Linked DNA regions of Mus musculus: region 2 is linked to region 1. The links are chromatin contacts, called in public Hi-C maps. All regions are on one chromosome and are shown on one strand. The core of a region is the stretch at or near the end of the contact, and the rest is flanking DNA. Distances in the headings are between cores, read along the strand shown.

Region 1 (6,634 bases), core at 1,419-3,918:
GACCAGGAGGCAAGCACTTCCTGGACAGTTGCCTGATTAGGTCAAGTTAAAGGTCAGCTCCCTGCTCATGGCAGCCACTGATCACATTGCATGTGGCGGTTGTACAAATGATTGTGTACTTCCTCAAAGGTCAGTGTTAAAAACCACTCCAACACTGGCTGAAATCGGAAGGGGGACTTTTCTGCAAGACTGGCAACAGGGATGTTGTAGCAGGAACAACAAAGTGGACTCAGTTCCAACCACAGTGAAAACAGCTGGAACCAAGAAGCAGGTGAAGGAAGAGTAGCAGGAAAATTACTAGGTAAATGCAGCAAGGCTGAAGGATTCTTGCCAGAGCAGATGATGCAGATGTGGCTGCAGTGGAGACCAACATCAAGACCTTACAACAACACTGAGAGGAAGCTGGCTGTAGTGTGAGAAGGGAAAAGGGTGTTTACTGCTAGCTGTAGTGAACAGGAAGACGGAGTTGATGTTATCACTGCGGGGGTAAAAAAAAAAAAATCTCTTCTAGCAGATACCAAGGTTGTCTCACAGAAAGCAGGATTGCCCAACGGTTCACAGCGTGGCCTTTGAGTAAACACTGCACATGGACTATCGGAGTCAGAGAGCAAGGGAAATGCTCTGGGGAACATTAACCCAGGTTCCCTAGACAGACACACACAGCTCACAGTAAAGATAAATAAAAACGAGTGAACAGAGACAGGTATACAAAGCACAGATAGTTATGGAGGCGTCTCTGTTTCACTCCCTCAACCTGCTGCAAGTATTTTACCAACCAGTGAGACTACAGAGGAGCACTCCCTCCCTTGCCTCCCTCCTCATACTAACTGTAGAGAGACAGAAAGTTAGGAAGATCTTGGCCTGCACAGTGTCCGTCCCTGGACATTCCCTCCCAGGCACATAACTTCGAGGTACTTAAAAGATGTTGCAAGAGAGTCCTGTGGTCCTACGAGAAGATGCCAAGCAAGATGAGTCTCTCTCAGCACTGCTTCCAGCGGATGGCAACTTCTCTTGTGTGGCCTTCAAAGCAGAGGGGACTGCAGCCTAGCTCAGGAGCATTGAGAGCCTTACTCATCTGTGAAGAGGTGAGCATGACAGACCTGGACTTGGAGTCCAAAGCAAAGAGAAAGGGGCAGTGGGATAGGGACCTATGGCCCGTCATGGCAGCTGCTGTCCCCTCTACCCAGGCCCTCTATTGTGTCCTCTCATAGACATTCAACCATCCAAAAGGGCAAGTGCATGCTGTTATGGAGTGTGAAGTGTCCCTTCACTGACTAGGCGGATGAGGACAAGTGACTGGATCCTAAGGGCTCTGAGCTAATCAGTGGATTAACCAACCCCTTGATGGATTTATAATTTGGAAGCATGGCTTGGAGATGCTACAAAAAGTAAGAGGCTGCTACCAGCCGGAGTATTAGGTCGCCGTGGGTGACTCTGTGGTGTTGTATCTTGACCTGGTCCTTCCTGTACCCATCTCTCAGCTTCTGCCATGAAGAAGCTTTTTCATCCCGCCCTCCCACCTTCACGATGCTCTGTCAAGAGAATGGAGCCAAGCAGCCACAGACTGACGCCTCCGAAGCTGTGAGCATCAGCAAATCTTCCCTCAAGTTCTTTACATGGGGCACTTTGTCACCACCATAAGACTAGCCAATCTACAGGCCAGATGCCAGCTCCTCCGGAATAGTTTCCCATAAGCCCTTTCAGCCCGCGTTAACTGACTGACAGGTGTCCCCATCACCCTCTTTCTCTGGCAGGCCTATTTTACACTATAATATTGTTCTGTTAGCATTGCAGGTTCCTCATTAGGCAGAAATAATATCATAATCCTATGTTCCTTGCACATGATCCAGATGAATTCTCCCTCTATTCCTGCTTCTCACACGAGCTGGTGCACACACACACACACACACACATACACATACACACACACACACACACACACACACACACAAGCACACGCACACGCACACACACACACCACTGCTACTACACCAGTAGAGACTCTTTGCCCCCCTTCCCAATAAAGGATATGCACTTTCCAGGGGGGCTCAAAGGGTCTAATTCTGAAACATAAATAGTGTGTATATGCTGGATCAGTTCAGAATCTATTATATCCAAAGGAAAAATTGTGGATCTATTTCTAAAAGTTTCCTAGTCACTTCTGAAGATAAATTTTGCATTTAAGAAAAAACTCAGAGTAGAGAGCTAGAAAGATGGCTCAGCAGTTAGTTGTGCTTACTGTTCTTGCAGAGGACCTGGGTTCAAGTCCTAGCACCCACATGGCTACTCACAACCATCTGTAACTCCAGTTCCAGGGGATCTGACGCCCTCTTCTGACTTCCACAGGTACCACGTATGCCCATGATACACATGCATACATGCTGGCAAACCATTTTTTGTGCATAAACAAACAAAGCCAAATAAAGTAAATAAAATTAAAAAAGAAAAAACAAGTAGGAATAGGAGATGTAGCCCAGGAAAGTACATGCCTACCACCTTCGGGACCCTAGGCTGAACCCTTAACACTGTAAAAATAATAATAATAATAATAAATTTTAAATATTAAAATGAATCAGAAGCCAGGCATGGTGGTACATGCCTTTAAACTTAGCACTTGGGAGGCAGAGACGGTAAATCTCTCTGAGTTTGAGGCCAGCCTGGTTTACATAGTGAGCTCTAGGCTCCTCAAGGCTACAGAGCAAGATCACATCTCAAAAGACACAAAAAATAAACCACAGTAATCCTTTGCGTTTGCTGTCTTGCTTTATAACTGCATTGTCTGATATGAGCGTATTTGTAACTGCAGGTAACAGAACACTGAAAATTAGAGTCCTTGGAGAAATAGCAGCCACCTAACTCAGTTAGCCAATGAGAGCATGTAACAAGGGTACCAAGTCAACTGGGGCAGGACTGGCCTTCACCTTCAACACCACTCAGTGTTCGTATCTCTCACTGCGCAACGAGTTTTGTTTGGTTTTTCATTTAAGAAAAGCAGACTTGAGGGACCTGGGGAAACAGCTCAGTATGTAAAGTGCTTGCACGATCCCCTGCACCCCCATAAGAGCTAAGTGCAGTGCTGCGCCTGTGATCCCAGGACTGGGGATGAAGAGGCAGCGGGATCATTGGGGCTTGTTCCCAAGGTCTGTCAAAAATGGAGCTCCAGATTCACTGAGAGGCCCTCTCTCTAAAAAGTAAGGAGGATGGAGCTGAAGGTTTTGAGCATCAGCTGCTCATCCAGAGGACCTGGGTCCAAGTCCCAGCATCCAACATGGATGCTCACAACCATCTGTAATTCTAGTTCTTGGAGATCCAATGTCCTCTCCTGGCCTTCAGGGTCATCAGGAATGTATGTGATGCAAAGACACTCGAGCATGCAAAACACCCATATATATAACAATAAGTGTGTGTGTGTGTATGTGTGTGTGTGTGTGTGTGTGTGTGTTTTAATGAGGAAAGTAGTTGAAGAAGATGCTCAGTGTCACTCTCAGCTCCCCAGGCACTAACACATATGCAGAGGGACACACACCTGTGCTTGCACACAGAGAAGTAGATCTGAATATATGAGTGCCCACCGGTGGCCAGCCAGGGATGCTCTCTGCAGCCACACCTCAGTACAATGATCACAGCATGGGACATGGATGCCACTGGGGTCCATTCTGAAGGACAGCTCTGTTTCCTGCCTCTGGCCAGCATCTGTGGTCAGGCAAAGCTACGAGGAAATACAATGAAGGTCAGTTTAACAAAGACCCCAGTGTGGGTGAAATTTAACACCACAGGAGACAGACTGTGGGAGGAGGAAGAGGAGCCCAGAGCCCCAGGCTCTGTGGAAGAAATGGGGAAGGGTCAGAGAGGGAACTGGAAAGAAGCCTGATCCCACTGCAACCTCTACAGCCAGACTGCTGGAGACTTCCGAAAATGAGGCACACCAGGCACAGACAGTGGTAAGTGCTTGCCATTCTAGCTCCTTGGTATCCCGAGACTAGAAGAGGAGGAGGAGGAGGAGGAGGAGGAGGAGGAGGAGGAGGAGGAGGAGGAGGAGGAGGTGTCCAGCGTTCAGAGTTTAGGACCAGCCTACTTTTTTTACACAGTAAAAAAGTCTCTCTAAAAATATGTGTGAACATACACCACACACACACATGAGAGAGAGAGAGAGAGAGAGAGAGAGAGAGAGAGAGAGAGAGAGAAATACAGATACACAGAGACAGACAGACAGACAGAAAGCCAGAGAGAAAGAGAATGACACCCACTGCCCCGGGGGGAGGGACATCTGGCCACAGTAGGTCCTTTTCCAATGAGTGACATTTCCTTGACGTGTCTGAGCTGACAAATGCTCTGCCACAGAACCTGACAATGGAGCAGACTCCTCCTCCGAGGAGCGGATGCCCTCCCTGGCAACTGGTGGTTTTGGCTCTCACAGGTCTGGGGGAAACCACAAGGCTAGTTTCTGTTTAGTTCAGGCTACCGCTAGGTGGAGAGGGTGGCTCTCTTCCTGGCTTTTTCAGCCCCTGGTACATGCTGTCACAGGAGAAGCTTAGAGCCAGGATAGGGGCTATCTATCCCTTGGTCACGAATGTCTTGAAGACTGGAAAGGTTTTAATTTATATTTCCTCTACCCTTACTCCCCCTCCCCGCCCCCCAAGAAGCTTTTCTGGAGCAAATAAGGCCACATCGCATCAGTGTCCTGAGGAAGAGTCATGCAGATTGGGTGTACTCAGACCATAGACCCTCCAGGCATGTGGGAGTCGGGGGTGGGCAGAAGATGGGCAAGCCAGGAGTGTTTGCAGGCTGGGTGGGAGGGCATGTTAAGGGTGATCGGAGCATGAGGTCAGCTGCAGCTGATAGAGGCTGCTGGCAAGAATTGCTCTCCCACTCACCCTCATCGGTTGCCCATGGAGGCTGGGTGGTTTTGATGCACCCAATCAGCTGGTGGATCCATGTTATGGCCCCCTTCTTCTGGCATCACACTCATCTCTCTTTCATACTTCCTTGTACCCTGGCTTCCTCTTATCCCTCCCATACCTATGTGCACCCCCTCCTCCAATCTCCTTCCTTAGCCCCCGTGTCCTTGCGAAATAGGAACACACTGATGGTTGAGTGCACCCTGCAGCTGGCTCAAGGCTCCCCACCCTAATGGAGGACAAGCTACCTGTTGACCCCTATATCCTGATCTAACTTTCTGATACTTTGTTAGCTCGGCGTGAGGGCACCCAGAATAAAGTGAAACGTCACATAGGTCATATGCAGTTTTTCAGAAGCAAGTGGAGAACTGCCTTTCCTTTCTACCAAGTTTGGTTGTCAACCCTGATGCTGCTGTTAGCAGGATTGTGGACGTAATGGCTGCAGCTTGGGCAATCATTTTGACCTACGCAGTATGTGTCCAAGGGTATTTGCATGGCCCCGCCCCCATCACTTCAAGTCACTAATGAGTCTTTGAGAGACTCATTTGACCACAACCATAGTCTTTGGTCAGGAAGAACTTCGATCTAGTTGAAATGAGTCTCACCAAGTTTCACACCGTCTTGTTGCAGAGATTACAGTGCCCTGACATTTTACCCGCTTGGCTAGGCCGGGCCCATTGTGCCGATGTTCCTGCTTCTAGTCGCTTTCAGGCACAGCCCACAGCAGCACATTGCTCTGTGCCTTGCATCATGGGCCTCTCACCGTCTGCCCCGGGGCTTCCCTGTTGTGGAAGATCAAGGCGCCGTGGGACCCACTACCTAAGCAGGTACACTGAGTTCAGGTCAGACTTGTGGGGCCATGGGCAAGTGGACAGAGAAGGAGGCTGGCTGCTTCATGGGTGGCCGAGCACAGCACAGATGCCCCTGCAACTATTTCCTGGTCTGGCCTCCTCTCTCAGGAGAGAGCAGACTAAGTGTGCACGCAGACTCTGCCTATCATAACGTCAATCTGAGGAAGACTTGACCAGGCAGACAAATTTTCCTTCTCCGTGCTACTGTGGCAAGCCCCAGGGCTTTTTCTGGTGGTCTCACATGAAGCAAAGCAATTAGTTTTACTCATGAGAAGCTGAGGCTAGCCCGGTAATCATCCCCTTTTTTTATCCAGCATCCTGGACACTCCTACTAGCTTTCAGAGCTCTGCCGATTCCATAAACTTAAGACAGGGAGACGTATGGAGAACTGAAGGAACCCCATGCTGAAGAAGCCCCCTCCCTCCAAGAGAGCAATATTCGCTGTTAAGTGGAAGCTGCTGCTCTTTAGGGCTCTCTTACCTGAAGTCTTATCCTGCTGCAGATACACATCTCTTGGCTGCGAGTCCCAGAGCCCTCTCTACCCTGTTATTAAAATACTTCTCTTCCCTTTCATTCCAATTTCACTTTTCCTGGCTTGGCTGTATGAGGATCCATACAACATTCCTCCCAGGAAAGTCTAAGGGGCATAATTATCCCTCGACTTGCCACCCCTGCCTCCTGCACTTGCAGCCATGAAGAAAGGAAGAGGATCTGGGGTAGGTTAGATGATGCGCCTGTGGGCAAGCACTAACAAGAGAAAACCTCCAGCCTTGTGGCTTCCACCAAATTGCACCATCATCTCACTCCCTACCCGCCCAGACTGTGCAATTTGGGAGTCATCAGATCTCTTCCTAGGCACTCCATCATGGGATGGGCAGAGCTGAG
Region 2 (6,634 bases), core at 3,053-5,552, 55 kb after region 1:
AAGGACTTCCCTGACACCTGGCGAGCATCACTAGAACTCAGCCACTGAGATCTTAAGGGATCATTGGGGCTGAGATTCACATCTGTGGAGTATCAGACATTTCAGAAGCTTCCATCCTTATTTAGGAGCAAGAGAAGAAAGATTTGATCACAGAACCAGACTCTCACGAGAGTCTATTGTGTGTCCAGTCATCATTCAACAAATCCTTGAGTTTCACATGGGAGTCCTAGTCTAGATGATCAGGAGTGAAGGAGCCAATCAGGTCCCTGTCCTAAAGCTTAGAAACAAGTCCACAAAAGCATTTGCAACTCAAATATACATATAATAAATATGTTACTTATTATATTTATTATATATACTATATGTTAATATATAATTTTAGAAAACGATAAATGCTACTAAGACTAAACACAACTAAAGTGAACGGAATGTGGGAAGAGAGTTAGATGGGTCTGGGTGTTCTTGGGGAGCTAGGCCGAGCACCACAAGGAAGACTCCAGTGGGAATGGATTTGTGGGATAAAGAGAAGAATAGGTCAGAGCAACAGGGACCCTTGGAATGCACACAGTGTGGGGCAAGGGGCTTGCATGTCATGAAAGGGATGCTGATTCTATTCTAAACAAGCCACACAGCAGGGAAATCTGAGCAGAGAGTAGCTATGACTCTAACTGCTCTCTGGGGGAAATCTCTAAGAAACAGATCAGGAGAAGGGAGAACAAAAGTAAGGAAGTCACTGGTAAGTCCATCATCAGAGTGACATGGACCTGGAGCAGAAGCTGCTGGCTGCTGTCCTGTCTGCCTGTGAGCCTCTGTCCCCAGCCCCTAAGCAAAGTGGCGACCTACAGTGGGTACTTGGTAAACAGTGAATGGACAGAGGAATATAGTCCTGACCCAGGGTGCTCATGGCTCCCACGCAAGGCAAAGACATAGCTCCTTTAGCTGTGACTAAAATGGATGGTGATCAGGAGGATTGATGTGGAAGGTGTCTTTTCCCGGCAGAGCCCTGGAGGAAGCCAGGTACTACAGCTGGGACTTGCAGAGAGCTGTTAAGGGACAGAAAGGGGCAATCTGGTGGAGCACTCTGGCCACTGAACTGACATCCCGAGAGATGAGACGTCCCGTCTTTATTCGGGACTCAGGCTTGCCCCCTTGTCTCTAACCAGATGCCTGCAGAACATTCTCTTTGGCTCCCTTTAAGCATACTCAGAGATTCCGTTCAGTTCCTTTTTCTGTTGGCTGTGCTGTAGACAGGGATGGGCCCCGCTACCCTCCACACCCTGGGACTATCCATCCGGAAGTACTGAGTCAACAGCCCTTGCTCAGAATCTACCTCAGTCTTTTCCCACACCTCAGAGAAACTGGTCCCAGGAATGAGGTGGGGCAGCAGGAAGAGAGGGCTAGGTGTGTGCCTGCAGATCTTGGAGATGGGAGGGAACTGGGATCAGGAGCCTGGGCTGTTTCCTTGCACAGGGATGCCTAGAGAGCCTGGAGCACACCTTTGTGGATTTCAGCCCAAGAGTCTAGCTGTGTAAGTCTGAGATCTGGAGAATCCATGTTTCTCATCAGCTCCCAGGGAAGCAGAGCCCTCCAGGATCACCCTTCAGGAATACTATTCCATAGAAAAAACCACAAGAGGTTTTCAGGAGAAAAAAAAAAAAAGATAAATTTAGCCATGATTTATAGAATGCCCAGCCCCAGGCTAAGGGAGTTGTGTGGAATAATCTCTCTTTAATCCTCACGCAGCTCTGGATTGTGAGTGTGTGTCTGTTTAGAACAAGACTTAGGAAGACTGAAAAACTCGCTTAAAGAATATAACTTAAGAGTGATCCTTGGCCTAACAACCTGACTCTACTGCCTGAACTATAAAGAGAATTTTCAAGGGGATGAATTGGCAAGGTCTGATTCTGGTCCGTTATCAGTGACAGCTAGTGGAAGAATCAAGGACTTCCTAGCACAGCTGAGCACCCAAATATTCAGCAGCAAAGGAGGCGCCTGCAGCCATAACTAGATCCAGTAGGATCACAGGGCCCTTGAACGTCTGCGGACCAATAATAATCTTAGAAAAAAAATTAAAGGGCCAGGTAACACACATGTCCAGCTTGAGGGTAACCCTGGATTCAGCCTCTGAGAATGCCAAAACGTATGTGCATGTGTGTGTGTGCACACATACATAATTTCATTTTTAAGTTTTAAATAGGAGTCTGAAAGACATGGTAGCAAATACCTATGACCCCAGCACATAGGAAATGAAGGCAACAAGATCAAGTGTTAGATGGCAGCTGGGCTACATTCTGTCTCAAAGGATGGGGACACACACACACACACACACACACCACAGGATATAATGATGTAAACATGTAATCCCAGCACTAGGAGATAGAGGCTGAAGGACCAGAAGTTAAAGATTGTCTTTGGCCATCGGGTAAGGTTGAAGTCAGCCTGGACTACAAGAGGCTCTGTTTGTGTTTATTTTCTCTTTTAAAGCCCCTCAAAATTCATAAACAATAAATAAATAGAATTGAGGAGCCTGTCTGTCTCTCCCCGATTAAGAACACATAGAAACAGCCATCTATGAGGAATAAGCCATCACCATGATCGAATCTTCTGATACTTTGCCCTTGGATGTCTTTGTCTTCGTTGCCTTAAATTCTGTTGTTTACCAACTTATTATTTAAAAAAACAACAACAACAAAAACCTATCACAACATAAAGGAGTGTAACCGTTGGTATCAGGACCTCCAAAACCAGTGATGTCACGTAATCAGGGCCTGCAGGCCTGATGCCAAGACAACAGCCACCATATTCCCAGAATCCACTTGGCTCACCTCCCACCTTTACCTGTGTTACATCATCACTCATATATAAAGAAAGGCCCCCGATTGCTCGCTCTCTCTCTTTTTCTCTCTCTCTCTCTCTTTCTCCCCCCCCCCCTCTCCCCCCTTCTCTTTCCGCCACCACCTTGCCCCTCTTTCTCCCAATAAACCTCATGTAGAACTGTTTGGCCTGGTGTCATCCTTCTGAAGCCGCGAGGCATTCAAGATCATAACAGCAACAGTCTTACTACCTTCATTTATCTAAAGTCTCTGCGCTTTAGTATAAAATCTTTCCCGAAACAAATGAACAAAAAAACCTCTATCATGTCTCCTCTTCTCCCACACAATAACCCAACACTCTCCGTGCTGCTCTGCCCAAGATAAGTGGCAACTGCATTAACGATTGGCCCAGCGAGACATGACTGCTGGCGGAGTTGTGGCACACACACCACTGGAGTAAACAACTACTTCCTGGTTGGATTTGAGTCCCACTCCACAAGATGAAGCCCTTACCTGACACCATTATTAGGCCAAGAATGGTGCTTAGACGGGTCATAGGCCCTAAGGGAGAACTACTGCAATCATGCTGCTAAGTGGGCACAGTACTAAATTGAATCCCATTGACTTATCCCATAGATCAACCCTCATCTGAGAAACTTCTATTTGCAATAGATGATAATTAATACAATGACTCACACCTAACTAGAGTGCACAGAATATGAAAGTGCAGAATGTTTAGTTGTAAAGGAAATATATGAGTGTGTGTGTGTGTGTGTGTGTGTGTGTGTGTGTGTACGTGTGTGTTAAGAACCTTCTGGACACAGCAGACAGCTGCACAAATGCACTCACAGTGCTGGTTGTGACTGTACACACAAAACCCATGCAAGCCCAAGCCAGACCAAATCCTAGTACAGAGATGGGAACTGGGCATCCAACCCACCCCAAGCCACGAAGCCACTGGTAATTGTTATCCACTGGGAGGAGGAGAGATGGTTGTCTCTAAGAGCATAGATCTTGGTAAGTCAGCCACACCCCAGTGGAAGATCATATTTCAAGAATATCTCGGGCAGCACAAATTGGTCCTTATGGCTTGTCCTTTTTTTTTAAGGACACAAAACTGAGTAGATAGCAAAGGACGGTGGGACAGGGGAATGACTATGATCAAAACACATTGTTATGAAACTCAAAAATCTCAAAGCACTAATAAAAATTTAATTAAAAAGTAGTGGCTAATTTGCCTAAATTTTCATCATCATTATTATTGAAGTATAATAAACAAGATCCACAATAAAGCAGGGCTTGGGGGTTGCACTGTGGTGTCAGAACTGAGAGAAACGGGGCTGAGAACTCTCCCTGTGAAATGTTATAAACAACAAAAGAAGTAGGGTGAGTTACCTTTGGATGACCACAGTTACAGCAGAGGCAGAGCAGCAGTTTGACTTAACACCCTTACCAGAGGGAAGCCCCGGGGAGGATCCTAACTCAAGCTCTTCTGGGAAGAAAGTCCCTGAAAGAATGTCACACAGAGTTAAAGCTTGACCCGCAGTTTCCGTCCCAACTGCTGACTTCCTCAGTTTTAGAGTCTCCTTGTGGCAGATGTCACAGCGGATCACAAAGACTGTTGAATGTGCTTAAATAATTTGCTGTCTAGCAAAACGAACCACGGGGGACGGAGCTGTTTCCCTGTAGGAGGTACCCTCTCTCAGAGCTTAGGGATCCTTCCAACCTGTGCACCGTATCCTGGTCACTAAGTGCCTTACCCTTGCATAGGGAGCAAAGACTCTCTCACTTTGGGCTCCTGGAAAGGTTAGGCTGTCCTTTGAGTTCCAGTTCAGCCTGTGCAGAGACATAGCGGCCTTTGGGGCCCATGGACAGCTTTTCTAAGCATCCTTTCTAAACTTCCATGAGCTCCTGACCCTTAGGATCTTAGGGGCCATAGTTTTCAGAAAATGAAATCTGGATTAAAATACATTCATTTGCACTTGGTTTCTCAGACCTTAGAGACCAGTCTCAGGACATTGCACTTTACAGAAGGTTTTTCTCTTTTTCTCTGCTCGTCCTTTAAGTGGCAGAAGGGAGTTAAGACAGGATCTTTCTTCTCTAGAGATATCTGACCTACAACCCTACAGCCTCCCTCTTCAGTTCCCATGCAGATGGGTCCCAGTTAAACTTCTGCTTTTAGAGGCTGGCATGGTGGGGACAATTTGCAGCCAGGACCTGGAGGGCTGAGGTGGGAAGATTATGAGGTTTTGGCCAACTCGGGCTACATAGCGAGATCTTGGCCATAAAATAAAATAAAATAAAATAAAATAAAATAAAATAGGCACCTGCTGAGACAAAAGAAATTCTAGCATTTCCAAAAAAACAACCAAACTACAAGAAAAACAATCAAACAATAACATCAACCACAAAAACCCAAAAATCTATAAACTGAGAAACCATTTAAAATGTCCTCAGCTAGAGTAGCCGTGTTCACATTGAATATGTAAAAAGTTGGTGTATTTTAATTTTCCACAAGAAGCTGATGGGACTGTATGCCCATATTCAGTTTAGCCCAATGGAAAGCCAACACAGCCAGCCTTCACACCTGAAAGGAATTGTTTCTATGAACTAACTCTTATGGCCACGTTTTACAGTATAAAACGAAGTGGTATTTGCATATAAGATATATACAGCCTCCTCTAAACTTCAAATCATCCCAATATGCCTTTTGATAGTGAACGTGATGTAAAGACAATTGCTGCCCTGTTGTGTTGAGGGAATAAAGACACACACAAAAAGTCTGGGTGTGTTCCGAACAGACAACTTTGTTTCCCTGCATCTTTTTTATCAGTAGGTGGTGGAATCTCTCGATGCCCACAGGTTAGAAGGCTAACTGTACGAGTCACATATGCTTGTGATTTTAAATTTGCTGGTAGCCACATTAAAAGTAAAAAGTAACAGATGAAATCAATTTTAGAAACATATTTTATTTACCCAACATAACATAAACATCGTCATTTGAACATACAGTGAATGTTTAAAAGTTATTAGTGAGCAGTTTCCAGTTTCTTTTTTTAAAATAGATTTATTATTAGATTCTCTCTCTCTCTCTCTCTCTCTCTCTCTGTGTGTGTGTGTGTGTGTGTGTGTATGCATGTTTTGTTTGCATCTGTGTCTGTGTCTATGTGTGGAGCTGTGAGCATGAGTACCAGTGATTGTAAAGTCCAGAAGAAGGCATCAGCTCCCCTGGAGCTTGAGATATACGCGGTTGTGAGCTGCCTGTCGTAGTTTTGAGAACTAAACCTTGGTCTATCCAAGAACAGTACAGTGCTATTAACTGCTGAGCCATTTCTCCAGATCGCCACATCATTTTTGTGCTAAGTCTCTGGACTCTTGCAAGCTTGTTAGAATAACAGTGCATCTCAGTTTGGGTAAAGCATTCCTCATGTGCATAGAAGTGGGTCATGATGGAAGGCAACAATCTAGCTATCACAGGACAGCTGGAAGATTCCCTTAAAGAACACCGTTCTTGCCTGCTCCTTCAACGTTCGCTTTCCTGAAGACCTGTCGTCGCTGGCTTCGTCCTAGAAAGCTGTATAGACATTCCTATGAATCATGAATTTGTGATGCCCTTTCCTTCTCTTTAAATCATTCCATAAAAATATACCATTTCTCACATGAAAGCCCGTCAGCATTAACATACACTTTCTTTGAAATCTAAGAAAGGGGTTTTGAAAAAGAGAAATTGAAGAAAGCCTGAGGGTTGAATTGGTGAGCGATGTTCCTGTAACCTTGGTCCCTGCAGGACCCACTGAAAGCTAGTCCCATAAACTCGTAAC

Evidence for each region. Hi-C and Micro-C count contacts between places; a contact is called where the count stands out from the background.
Region 2: a contact with region 1 is called in a Hi-C map of the HPC-7 cell line, with 5 times the contacts expected there. The contact joins the enhancer-like site here to the promoter of Lncbate6 in region 1. A contact is called at or near these places in 2 of 39 promoter capture datasets (the HPC-7 cell line and liver), 1 of 15 datasets of contacts at CTCF or cohesin (CD8 T cells), 32 of 484 Hi-C or Micro-C datasets (CD4 T cells, CD8 T cells, ECoMG myeloid progenitors and 21 more) and 12 of 115 datasets of contacts at active chromatin or transcription factors (CD8 T cells, the HPC-7 cell line, bone marrow-derived dendritic cells and 7 more).

Annotation. Positions count from the first base shown.
Region 1 is chr13:37,537,468-37,544,101 of GRCm38.p6, forward strand. Lncbate6 (a long non-coding RNA gene) reads left to right here and starts at 2,669. Exons shown (of 3, transcript XR_382205.2): 1 at 2,669-3,941; 2 at 5,529-5,725.
Region 2 is chr13:37,591,034-37,597,667 of GRCm38.p6, forward strand. No RefSeq gene overlaps it. Among named protein-coding and RNA genes, the nearest start is that of Gm47754, 13 kb to the left of the region's middle. Within about 2 kb of position 4,303, at least 51 of the 459 cell types and tissues checked have an H3K27ac peak or open chromatin away from gene starts, as enhancers often do. A contact at or near this core is called in ECoMG-derived neutrophils, the HPC-7 cell line, LSK cells and 8 more, where this site is marked.